Regions from separate parts of the Mus musculus genome. Here region 1 is linked to region 2. The links are chromatin contacts, called in public promoter capture Hi-C maps. All regions are on one chromosome and are shown on one strand. Each heading gives the region's core, a stretch centred on a gene start, on an enhancer-like site or on the middle of the called end of the contact. The rest is flanking DNA. Distances are from core to core; before and after follow the strand shown. Region 1 holds the start of A830009L08Rik (RIKEN cDNA A830009L08 gene). Region 2 holds the start of Xrcc4 (X-ray repair complementing defective repair in Chinese hamster cells 4).

Region 1 (5,932 bases), core at 114-2,613, 1.3 Mb before region 2:
GCTAGGTGCCCTTACTGAGTGCCACCACTATTCCTCCTTCTTTGATGAAGATGAGTCCAGGGGCACTTCTGTGAAGGTCATTAACCTTTCCGTCTGTCTGTTGATGTAAGTCAGCCTTTTCTAACAAGTATCCTTCCCACAAATGAAATAAAAATCTACATTAATTTCAGTTCTAAAGTGATATGTTCAGCATAGACGTGATTTTGTACAAAGAAAGGACAGAGAGAGAGGAGGGGGAGGGAGAGGGAGAGAGAAGGAAGGTTGGAAGAAATCTTGCTTGTAAACACTATATTCCACTTGAAAATTTAATACTTCATTACAGAAGAGATACTTAATGTTAACCAAGGCATCAGTAAAACAATAAAACCACCAAGCAAAAGATTCCTAAAAGACTTTTAATTCTCTGATAGAGATAACTGGGTATAATTGCTTTATATAAAAACATGTATTTGGTCCAACATGCCCCTAGTATTATCAAAAGTTTACTTTTAAAAAGATAGAGAAAGGTTGGGAGGCTATGGTTTAAATATATTCTACAATTTTAAAATTTAATTTTACACACTGCCATGCTGTTCCATTACATATGCAGGAAAGGGAAGAAAAATGTTTTTCAGAGTTGAAAAAAAATTAATCCACATTTCTTGGCATCGACAGATAATGTTATATTTAAAATATACATATATAATGTGAGACCCATTATCTAATAAAAGTCACGAAATCTAGCATGTTCATTTTGTGTCTTATAATAATTGGAAGTTGATCAAAGAAAACTACTTCCATTTTTATGACATTGTTGCTATTTTTGTGGACAAAAATTTTAAATGTATGATAAAAATCCAATATACAATAATTGAAACATACAGTCCAACCTCACAGAGCTTTGATAAATCTGTTCATTCCTGGCCATTTTCAGTGTTGCTATAGTGAACAGTGTTGACAAGTGGCTGAAAAAAGCTTATAAATGGAATTCAGATCATAGATAAAACCGAACAGAAACTATCTTGTAGCATTTCTGCATGTTGGGAGGCCTGGTTTGTGCCACAGATGGCCATCTCCCAATAATACATAAAACACTTCTTTCTGGAGCCCAGCACACATTGTTGAATGCACAGGTCATTTGAACAGAACAATAATTCAATTCTCTTAATAATGATCTCACGAGGAGCCAACACAGACACAGGGTGATGCTGTTAGAAGAAAAGAATTGTACCCGAGTTTGAAAAATTAAATTCTTAAAAAGCCACCATGCTCTCTTGTCAAAATAGCACCTAAATGTATGCAGTGTTTAGAGATGAGGCAAGCTCGCTGAGTTTATTTTAGTCGCTTGAATTATACTGCTGTGTGTCTGCGCCATGCTTCTTCAGTCTTCGAGCTGGAAGCTTTCCGGGGAGGGTCAGTAATGGCCACTGAGCCCTCTGTTGGCTTATTGGCTGAGCTCACTGATGAGGAAACCTTGAGTTCGTCACTTTCTCTTCTCTAATTGCTGAAGTGGCCGTCACTGAAGATGACAGAGCGTTTCTGAAGGACACATGGGAATCATTAACCAGCCCAATAAAATGATCTATTTATGTAAGTAACAGTTATTATAACCTCACCCCCCCATGGCCATATTTCTCTAGAACTTTTGTTTTTTTTAATTTTTAAGGCTACTTTTGTTCAAGCTTGTAAGACTTAGGATCCTGGAGTCCCTATGTTAGCACTGATGAATGAACTCAGCCAGGAAAAAGCAGACCTAGAGGACCTCCAGCATCTGCATGATTCTCACTTCTGACACATGTGGAATGCAGCTCCCCCCCCCCTCCCGTCCTACTCCCCTCCCTCCCTCTCTCTGTATCCCTCTCTCTCCTCCTTTGTCTTTCTTCCATTTCTCCCCTCTCCCAATTTTCTATCCTTCTTTCCCTTCCTCTACTTTCCCCATCGTTTGTTTTTTGACAGGTAGGTTATAGAGCCCAGGCTGGCCTCAAACTCAGAAGCTTCCTGCCTCAGCACCTCAGATTATATGAAGCCATGCTGCTATGTCCGGGTCAGGATGATCAGCTTTCTATATCTAGCACTAAGTCTAATGCTACTGAAATGATGCGCCTTATTGTTACAGATTTAGCTGTTGCTATCGTGTTGCCTTTGTTAGCTTCATTTGCTAATGAATCAAGGTCTTTAAATATGCCGAGTGTTGGACTGAAAGATCTTTAGTTTTTAGGATCTCATTCTAAACTTGAACTGAGGAGTCATCTAAAACAAATGGACGTGCAAAAAGCAAATAGAGCGAAATGACAAGAACAAAATGGAAAAACAAACAAAACCCAGGAATAATATTGATATAAAACTATTCAAATTATTAACTTAATATTATATGGCTTATATAAAGTCTTACAATGACTGTTTTATAATTGAATAGGTTAATTAAAAGTTTTCCATCCACCTGCCCTTGTAGGCTTGAAAAAATTGAAATCTTTCCTATAAAATAGTACTTTTATGCCTGGGAAGCCCATTGCCCTGTAGGACCAGCCTCTGCCCTGCCATGTCAGCTTCTATGATGGTGCTTTTACCTTCTCAGAAAAGTAGAAAGAAGAGTACTCATTCAATTTGTCCGTGAAACAATGGTCAGGGCAGGGTGTTGGGGGGGGGGAGATGTACAGTGATGCTGGAAGGAAGAGGGGGAACACTGCCTTCCACCTGCCTGGCAAACCACACAGCTTTAAGGCCCTCCCCTCATCTCACTGACACCTCTCCCAGAAAGCATAACCCTGCCTCTAAAAAGACATTGCCTAAAGGAGAGAGCACAAAAGAGCTAAGAGTCGTGTCTCCATTTTACAGATGAGGCCTAGGAACACTAAGTAACTTTCCAAAGAGCAGGTAGCTACTTTCCTGGCAGAGCTGGGACCTGAGCCCAGCCCCAGCTGGACTCCAGCATGTCTGTGGTTCTATAGCTCACATTAGAAGCACTTGGAGAGCTATTAAACAGATGATATCTGGGCTCAGTACTAGAAATCTAATGTAGTTCGTCAGGGGGCCCACGATATCAAGACTTTCCAAGTTTCTCCAGGTGATGTTGACAGCAGCCAGGCTCACCAGCTATGTTCCTCTGTCTCTCACTACAGCACACTCTCATGATCTCTGGGCCTTCTCTTGTCTCCCCATCACTCAGACTATCCCACCTTGGCCTTGAACTTTGCCCCAGTCCCAGTTTTCTTTCTACATAAAAATAGCCCTTGTGGTGGGTTTCAAATGGGTCCACAGCTTCTGGGACATGGTAAGAATGCAGCTGAAGCCTGTTGACATTTGTGAATTCACTTACAATGGGACAGAGCTAAGTACATTTTACTTGGGTTTATAATGTGTATAGGTGTGTTTTTTTGGTTTTTTTTTTTTTAAACAAAAACCCTCTAGGAGAAACAAGCCAAACAATATAGAGCCAAGGACAGAAAGAAGAACAGGACTAAGAGAAGGGGAAAAAGGCCAAAACATTTTGCCCCTGTTCCGTTGCTGACCGTGCTGCTTGGATATGTTGGGTATGTCTCACTGAGAATGTATCTATGCATCATGTGAGAAGTAAGCTTATTCTTCCTACAGGAAATTAAGGAAGTTTTTGGTTTTGGGTTTTTTTTTTTTTTTGGCTGTTGTTGTTTGGTTTTATTTTTAAGATATATAACCATACTGGGCAGGGTTTGTTAGAAGCTCACTACTAGAAATATAGTCCTGAAGCTTATTACAGATACAGTAGTGTTTGTAGCCCGTCCTGGGGACCTTAACAGCATGTAGACATGGAATTATAGACACCACAGTGTTGAAGAATTAAAGAGCAGTATGCCTTGGAGCCTGCCCCCCACACGTGTTTAATTCTTGGCTCTAACATCCACTACTTTGGCAAGACGTGCTATGGTTCTGAGCCTGTTCTCTCATCCGTACAGAACAGCATTCAAGAATTAAAGAAGCTAAATGGGAGTCTTCCTGGAGTGAAAATGACAGAGAGGTGGCATCCATAAGTAGTAGCTATTGTCCTGTAGGAAAAATCTGTCCCTTGCTCAAAACACATACATGTTGGGATCATTAAGTATAAATAAAAGCTGGCTTCATGGATAATATAATTCTGTCAATTAACCTTTCAAAGGAGTACAAAATACTAATGACACAACATGGACTTCTGTCGGTGCCGAGGAAGAAGCCCAGGACAATGTTCATGTTAAACATGCACTGACCACTGAGCCTTACCCCCAGCTCGAAGCAAACTTTCAAGATGTGAACTGTATGAATTTGCAAAGATTCCAATGGCCAGATATTTGTTTCCTATTTAAAGTAAGAGGACCTGGTGGTGCAGACCTTTAATCCCACGACTCAGGAGGCAGAGGCTGGCACATCTCTGTGAGTTAGAGGCCAGCTTGATACATAGAGTGAGTTCCAGGCCAGCCGAGATTACAGGGTGAGACCCTGTCTCAACATTGAAAAATAAATAAAAGAGTGATTAGAGTGTGGGTGAGTAATTTCCCTCTGCTGCAGAGGAGAAGCGGGACCGTGAATGTGAACACACAATCAAGCCGAATCCCACTGGATGATATCACTACAAGAGTTTTCTGTTTTATCCTAATTATATATGTTAGAGGTCACACAGGGCCCCCAAAATTGCAGTGTGCCAAGAAAGGGTTTTTTGTTTGCCCCATGCAACATTTTTTCAAAAGTGGTGGAACTTATTCCACATTAAAAATGTTTACTTGTCAGCGGGGTGGTGCTGTTGCACACCTTTAATCCCAGCACTTGGAAGGCAGAGGCAGGTGGATTTCTAAGTTTGAGTCCAGCTTGGTCTACATGGAGAAACCCTGTCTCGAAAACCAAAAAAAAAAAAAAAAAAAAAAAAAAGTTTACTTATATGAACGTACAAGTTGAATTTTGCACTTAAAAAGCTGATATATATGTGATATATATCATATATATATCTATGCCTGTACCTATTTATACCTACCATATACATATGAAATGCTATCTAATATTCTCATCACCAAGAACTGATAAACATTGAAAGCCACAAATGATTTGCTCCTTAACACACTGTGTACCTGTGTGGAAGGATCACACTGTGGATAATGATTTTGTGACAAGCTAGTGAGAGAGTAAGACAAGAAGACAAATCTGGCTTGTGCAGCTCTCTGTAGGCCAGCTGGGAAGGACTGAGATCGCCCTGTAGTCAGGGCTAAGAAGTCACAGGCCCCGTCTGACTGCCCTCGCCACTCATTAGCAATACTTCCTCGCCTTTTAGGCTTTGCATTTGTACCTATAAAACGTGGGATGTGTTCTCCGAGGCCATAGAAATGTGGTTGGGACAGGGGGGGGTCACATAATTACATCTGCCTATGTATGCCTGCATTGTCGAGGTCCCCCCACCAAAAGAGGCTGCCTTTCTCTGTTTACATTTTAATAGACCAAAGAAAAGGGAAGGGGGAGCTCTCTGAAGTGTTTTTGCAAAGAAACAAAAGCTGCCATTCATAATCTACCTGCTTTCTGCAATGAGCTCGTATTCATCAGGGGACCATCGTTTCTCCAGGACCCTAAGATGCTTGCTGTTCCAGCAATCTCTGCACCATCTTTCCCATCAGGCTGAGGAGTCTGAGGTTCTTTCCTTTCACACATGGCTGGGTCCTGGAAGAAAAAGCTGAACCATGACCCTTGCCTTCAATGTATACAGAGAGATGCTTATCAACTTTAGTGATATTGACTTTATTTTTAATATCATGAAGTCAGTTGTGAATCAATATCTGTCCAATTCTTGTCTAATAAATGTCCTTATCTGAAAGTTATTAAAAACAAACAAAAACAGGTCCTATTTCCTTAACTCAGCTGGGCGATCTCTCCATGACAAAATTATTTCCCATAATTAAAAAAGAGCAAAATTTGAATTTGTTATAAATAGAATCTTTCATTTGTCAATGCTTTCAGTTTAAGT
Region 2 (6,702 bases), core at 3,953-6,452:
CTTTAAGGTAACAAAAGAGACGCTGACTCCTTTTTCACACACAAACACATATTTATACGGATTTTTTTTTTTTTTTTTTGAGACAGAGTTTCTCTGTGTAGTCCTGGCTGTCCTGGAACTCTCTCTGTAGACCAGGCTGTCCTGGAACTCTGAAATCCGCCTGCCTCTACCTCCTGGACAGATTTTGATTTTAATAAAATCATAAATAAAGGACAGAAAGCCAATTTCCCATAGAATACCTTCTTTCTTTTTATTAATTTAGGGCAGTGCCACATTTATTGATTCATAACTTACCTGTACAAAAAGTGTACTTTGCTAACCCTGCCTATAGGTACAATGTCTCCAAGCTTCACTCTTCTAAGTGGCGTGCAATGGCTACATGAAACTATTCTTGCACATTTATAATTCTTGAACAAGCTCAGAAACACTGCGCCAGAGCAACTTATAAATCATATCATGACTAAGGTCTGCTCATCTGCATTATATAAAGGTTGATCAAATTCAAATTTTCTAAAACATCCTGTCAAACTAGTCAGCTCACATCTCTTAGATGAGTTATGGGCGATGTGAATTACAGCTTAGGTTCTCAATGAAATATCTAGCTCCTATTCTGCTAAAGCTGCTACAAATCTGGGGGCATAAACCAATACAAATTTATGACTACCTAGTATTTCTAAGGTGCTCTATACCACTCTGACATTGTGACATGTAAGTCACTATTTCTGTGGCTCTGACCACACTCTTCCTATCTGTTAAATGTTCTTGTGATCTCACTGCTCTCTCTCCTCCAGGATAATCCTCCAAATGAAAATTTGAACTCAAAGTCTCTTGTCACACAGGATTAGAAATGCATTCATGCTTTTGTGTGATGCATGTATTGGTTTTTCAGTGGGTACATTCTCTCTACCACATCTATAAACGTTTCCTTTCCTTAAAGAAGTATTAAATGGCATTCCCTTGAATCAGGGCTGCCTGTGGCATGCACTGGAACACAATACCTACGGCAAGGGAAGTAAGCCTTAGGCTTGTGGGACATAGAAGCCCTGCCTTCAACTTAGATCTCTGAGAATTGTGCTCTTCTTTTTAAAGCACTGTGTCAGTGGCTCCCAAGTTATTTTCTCTTACGCTCCTCACTCATGTCTTTCCATTGCAGCCTCATCACCAGCCACAACTAGGCAGACCTTCGGAAGTAACTGGAGCATCCAAGAGCTTGGAACAGCCATGCTAGCCGAGCTAACGGCGCCAGACGAGAAGCTACTCAATGATCTTCCTGAAGTAATGCACAGTTAAGTAGTGAAGTAACAAAAGACGTTCACAGGCATTCGTAGTTCTAGAGTTATTCTTGTTTTTGTTTTTTTTTTTTTAAAGATTTACTTATTTATGCATATGTGCTGTCACTATCCTCAGACACAGCAGAAGGCATGCATGGGATCCCATTACAGATAACCATCATTGTTGTGAGCCATCATGTGGTTGCTGGGAATTGAACTCAGGACCTCTGGAAGAGCAGCCAGTGCTCTTAACCACTGAGCCATTTCCCCAGCCCCCTCCAGAGTTATTCTTTTTTTTTTTCCCCTGAGACAGGGTTTCTCTGTGTAGCCCTGGCTGTCCTGGAACTCACTTTGTAGACCAGGCTGGCCTCGAACTCAGAAATCCGCCTGCCTCTGCCTCCCAAGCGCTAGGATCAAAGGCGTGCGCCACCACTGTCCAGCTAGAGTTATTCTTGACTGCTAAAGTTATATCCTCCAAGTTTGGATATGGGAGCTTGTTCAAGAATTATAAATAAAAGCATCCTGGACATTTGTTAGTACAACTTTTTTCAAAAATCACTCTTAAACATTGGGAGCTGGGTCTCCAATAAACAAGTACAAAAATAAATTTTAAAAAAATCACAGATACTTCTCACCTGCAATGATTGGTTACTGACAAGACTTAACCGACAGAAAGGATACTGTCTTAACTTACAATATTTTCATTAGCATTGGATCTCTTTGGCTCCATGCAGACTCATTTTTAGTATCAGCAAAACAAAATGTTTACCTTGTTCCCTGAGTAAGAGTGTTTTGTCAATAACATTGTCTTAGGGCTTCAAATGTTCATTGCTCACATTTAAAATAATTTCTTTCTGACATTAATCTCTCCAGTTTAACTCAACTATACTTTAAAATTATGAGTTAGATACCAAAGACAAAAATTTAAAACACTAGCTAATAACACTTTCACTTACTAATATATACTTGTTTGCTTTATATAAAAGTAGAGTAGTTTATTCTTATTTAAGGAGAGAGAACACAGAATCAACACCCTTAACCTAATTATGGTAACATTTACAGCACACTTGAGAAATGGGTCAACATTTTATGATTTACAAACCTAAGTCAGGTCAGCATTTTCCAACTAGATTTTATTAGACCAAAGTCTATATGTACTATTATCTTTTAAAAACAAGAACCACAGAAACAGTGATAAATATTAGTCTGCAAATCCAAACACATGCTATATATCAAGTGGCCAAAACTGACTGAACACATAACCTGTCTTTGAGTTTATTACACACCTGGATTACTTAACACATAAATTTACCGTTGAATAAATGAACTTTCCTTGTCAGTTGCATCTGATCTAACTGGTCCTGTTTCACAAGTGTATAAGAGCTTATCTTCTTACTTTCCACTACAGAACTTTGGTTGTGAGTCAAGCTATAGTTCAGAGGTCATAAATCTCTTGAAGCGTCAATAGCTATCTGGTCCAAAGGTGGAACCAATATTTGATTAGTAGTTTTAGAAAAATGAATTCTTCATATACCTCGATAAAATGATTGAAAAGATATTCTGAAGGGAAAAAAGCAAATCCTACATGAAAAAATGTACTTTGCAATCAAGAAAATATTAAATGAAATCTAGGTTGTTTGGTAAAACAGAAAAGTTAAACGCTGGGTGCTGGTTACTCACTTGAATCATTCAATGCTTTAAAAAACAATCCCCCAAATTTAGACTTAAACTATAAAGATACTACAGTCTCTAGGAACTCAAAGTATTTATTTGCTGTTAAGTACTCTGAGAGAAGATCACTGCATCTACATTAGATTCCTATTAACCTTATACAATGGCTTTCAGAGTGAAGTTCATGGAATGCTTTCATAAGGTCAAACTATAGAGACATATTCTTTTGTACTGTCATTTTTATTGCTAATACAATAAGAATTATGGTAAAAAAATTTACCATTTTACTTTTCTCTCACAAACCTTTCTTGGATTTCCTCTGTGATTAATGGCACACTTGACCAAGGACCAGAATATAAAGACAAACGGAGCTGCTAAGTTTAATCTTTACCTTCTATGTTATTTATAACCAATATTATTTTTGGACATTACACTTAATATTTAACATGTGTAACTTATGACCAGTAACATCTCTAATAAAACATTCATTGCATACACTTTTTTTTTTCTCACAACACTTAAAAAAGTAAAACATACAGATTTAATACTATCACACATCCTTCCAAAGCCATTCTACAAATATAGGGATACATATAATTCACCCTTCAACCCTCCAATTCCAGTTACACACCCATATATTCAACAAATCATAAGTTAAAAAAATCTGGAGCAGAAAACTGCATATCTTCATGAACACACCAGTCACTTTTCTTGTTACCACTCCATAGAGTCATTAGATAAATCTGAGGCCTGGCTTTACTTACTAGGTACCCGATCCTAGACAACTCAGGCTCCCTACTTTTCTCTTCCTTTACCTGGAAATATCTCAGAAGTCAGGAATTTAAAGCAAGACAATGCTTAGAAACTACATCTTCTACACATCAAGTACTAGTAAACAAAAGCTTGTTTTTGGAAAAAGTTAAAATACTGTACATCTTAAATTATCTTGATTTTATCTAAGTAGGAGAGGATGTAAAATGTACCTTTGACTAAGAGCAAAGTCATTCTACTTGTTTCTCGGTAAATAGGCAAGAAAGCAACTTTTCAAGTTCTGTAACTGTTTATTAACATCCTTTTGACCAAGAATATACTATCTGCAGTACGAAGTAAAAAAAAAAAAAAAGGCTTTAATGGACTCAAATTCAGTATCTTCTAATCGTAGAATTTGAGGTCTAGTGGGGGTGGGAGAGTCCTGGCTGATTTTGAGATGATAACACAACAAGCTTTCTCTAGAAATATAGTTATAAATGGCTTCTAAACCCACTGAAGTGATAGTGAAGGGAGATTCCTGCATTTACCAGACTACTGAAAAGATGCATTCATAGATCTTTAAAAGTTAATTACTAATGTTTACTTTACTCAGGGGCTTTCTGTTCCTTGTCCTGACCTTTGTTGTTGTTGCTATTTGTGATTTATAGTGTAAGGTTTTCTGAGGTTTAAACTATTAAACAATCAATAATAACACGCATAGGAACTCCCAAAGTGAGTGGTGGTCTGCGAGTAAGGCTCAAGTTCCTTCGAGACAGTAACTAAAATCATTAAAAACATTCGTTTGCAAAGAAGTGTCTTTAGAATTGAAAAAACGATGAGGGAGGGGCCCTATCTCGCCATTGATTCCACAGGTAAAACGGAAGCAGTAGTATCTAGTGTTAAGAAAACCGGCAATCCATTAATTACTGCAGAAAGATGCAGGTTGGGTGACACAGGGAACACATAAAAGAAAGGGGAAAGGGGGAGACTGAGACTCCAGCGTTTGAAAGTGTATATCCGTCCAGATATTTGTAGCAGATGGCAATCGGCTTAGTGGAATGCCACCGTAATTCCACACTAAACAACGCAGCAAGTCGGCCTCTTGGCGAGGGGCCGAGTCCACCACCCGGGTTCTTCCTAGGACTGTTGGCCTGATGCTCCGGGATGTGCATCGCGGCCGCATGACTCCCAGCCTGTGCACCCTCGGATCCCCGGAGAATCACGCTAGCGCCAGGGCTCCCGCGCCCCACAGCGCCCGCACCATCCCCGCCGCCCCGCACGAGCCGCGGCCCCGCCGAGAAACTCAACCGCGGCCAGGAAGCCCAGGTTCTTACCATAGTGAGGCCGGTGCTGGTCCAGCCACATCACCCTTCCGGGCCGGGGCGGAAGAGGATGCAGGCCCGCTGTGCTTCCCGCTCGCTCCAGCGGTCCGGTTGGACCTATCGCGGCGCCTCCGCCCATGCCGCACCATTCAGACTCCGTGATAGGCTTCTGTTACCGGAAGAGGTGGGACTTGGCCGACGACTCGCAAACCACGGTATTAGCGGATTCTCTCATTGGGCGCATCGGTTTATCTCTGGCGTCCACAATTTTTAGAAGACCGGAAGTGGAGTACTGAGAGGTAGGGCCCGGAAGTGGCTGTGGTGTCTTTCCAGAAGCAATGCATTTTTTCCCCCCTTTCTATGTCAACCTCCTGTAGTCCCTGATTTTAGCTTTAAAGCTGCGCAGTGCGTGCTTTTTACCCTGTCTGTGACCCCCTGAGCCTTTTGTAGATGTAAGGTTTTCCCAATGTGAGCACCTGTTGGGCTCCTTCCTAAGTGTCTCTTTCTGTGTCACGTGGAATTTTCAGTCGTGAGGGACTCCTTGGAACTGTGCTGAGCTGCTCTGTGGTGGAGACTTGGATTTAAAAGGCTGCGTCCAGTGTGATGACCCACCAGCCCCTCCCGCCAGCCAATGCTGGCCTTGGCTGGCCCCCTCCTTGTTTGCACACTCTACATCCGGGGCTTAGACGTTCTAGGCCGTGGGGAGAGGGAAAGAACTCTGTGGTAGCTACTGGAAAGGAACGGCCCATTCCCGAGGGGATTATTTGGCTAGTATAAAACCAGTGGGTGAGAAACGATTTCACCTCTAGTTCTCTTTATGAGTTTTGTAGATACGGGGAAGATGTAATCTGATGTGTTCAATTTTATATACATTCTTGGAATGATTCTGAAGTCGGGCACTTTCCCCACTCTTCCAAGTGTATCAAAATTATGGAAATCCTGTGTGTTTAAATAATTGTTTTTTTCCTTTAGTCAGTATGGCTCTAGTATTTATTCAGAATGTTACCCATTCTTTAACTTAATGACCTAGAAGAAGTATAGAAAGCTTTAGTGAAGGAAACTGATGTGATATGTTAATTTCTAACCATTATTTAGCTGAATCATGAGAATCTAGTACTTATGGCAACACAGTACTTTTACCTAGTGCTATGCTATATGTGATTGTGTTTATTACTGCATTGTCATCCAAGATTTTATTTGAAATTATTACTACATTTTTAAAATCAGTTATACCCAACTGCTAAACCTGTTGATCAAATACTCAAGTTCAGAATCTGCATCTTAGTGGTATCAGGAGACTGCAGGACAAGGGATTTCTTTGAGTATTTGAATGGGGGACTGGGGATTAGGCCAATAGGAGAAGTGATTGTCATTGAATAGTCTCAAAATTGCTTTGTGTTATACTTACTATTTAAGTTGACTAACCATGAATGTTTCAAATGTAGACGTAGAAAATATGTTCTGAGCTCAGTAAGTTTGGGTTTTACAGTAGTGAAAGTGTTGGTAGATGTTATAACTGACTCTATTCATATAAAGATTGCTAGGTCCTACTGTTTGACACTTCAGGTTGATGTTTCTGTATGAGGTTCTGGTCCAGGCTCTAGTAAAGAGGCTAAGGTTGTTTAAGATGGTAATTGGTTTGTTGTATTTATGGGCAATTTAGGCCATAGTTTCTTATATATCTCAAC

The links. Promoter capture Hi-C pulls out the DNA fragments that hold promoters and counts their contacts.
Region 1: a promoter capture Hi-C map of liver shows a contact between it and region 2, with 6 times the contacts expected there. The contact joins the promoter of A830009L08Rik here to the promoter of Xrcc4 in region 2. A contact is called at or near these places in 2 of 39 promoter capture datasets (hippocampal neurons and liver).

The regions. Positions count from the first base shown.
Region 1 is chr13:91,383,516-91,389,447 of GRCm38.p6, reverse strand. It overlaps A830009L08Rik (RIKEN cDNA A830009L08 gene), which reads left to right and starts at 1,363. Exons shown (of 3, transcript NR_045161.1): 1 at 1,363-1,569.
Region 2 is chr13:90,088,108-90,094,809 of GRCm38.p6, reverse strand. It overlaps Xrcc4 (X-ray repair complementing defective repair in Chinese hamster cells 4), which reads left to right and starts at 5,202. Exons shown (of 8, transcript NM_028012.4): 1 at 5,202-5,313. Tmem167 (transmembrane protein 167) reads right to left here and starts at 5,143. Exons shown (of 4, transcript NM_025335.3): 1 at 5,027-5,143. The coding sequence starts at 5,029.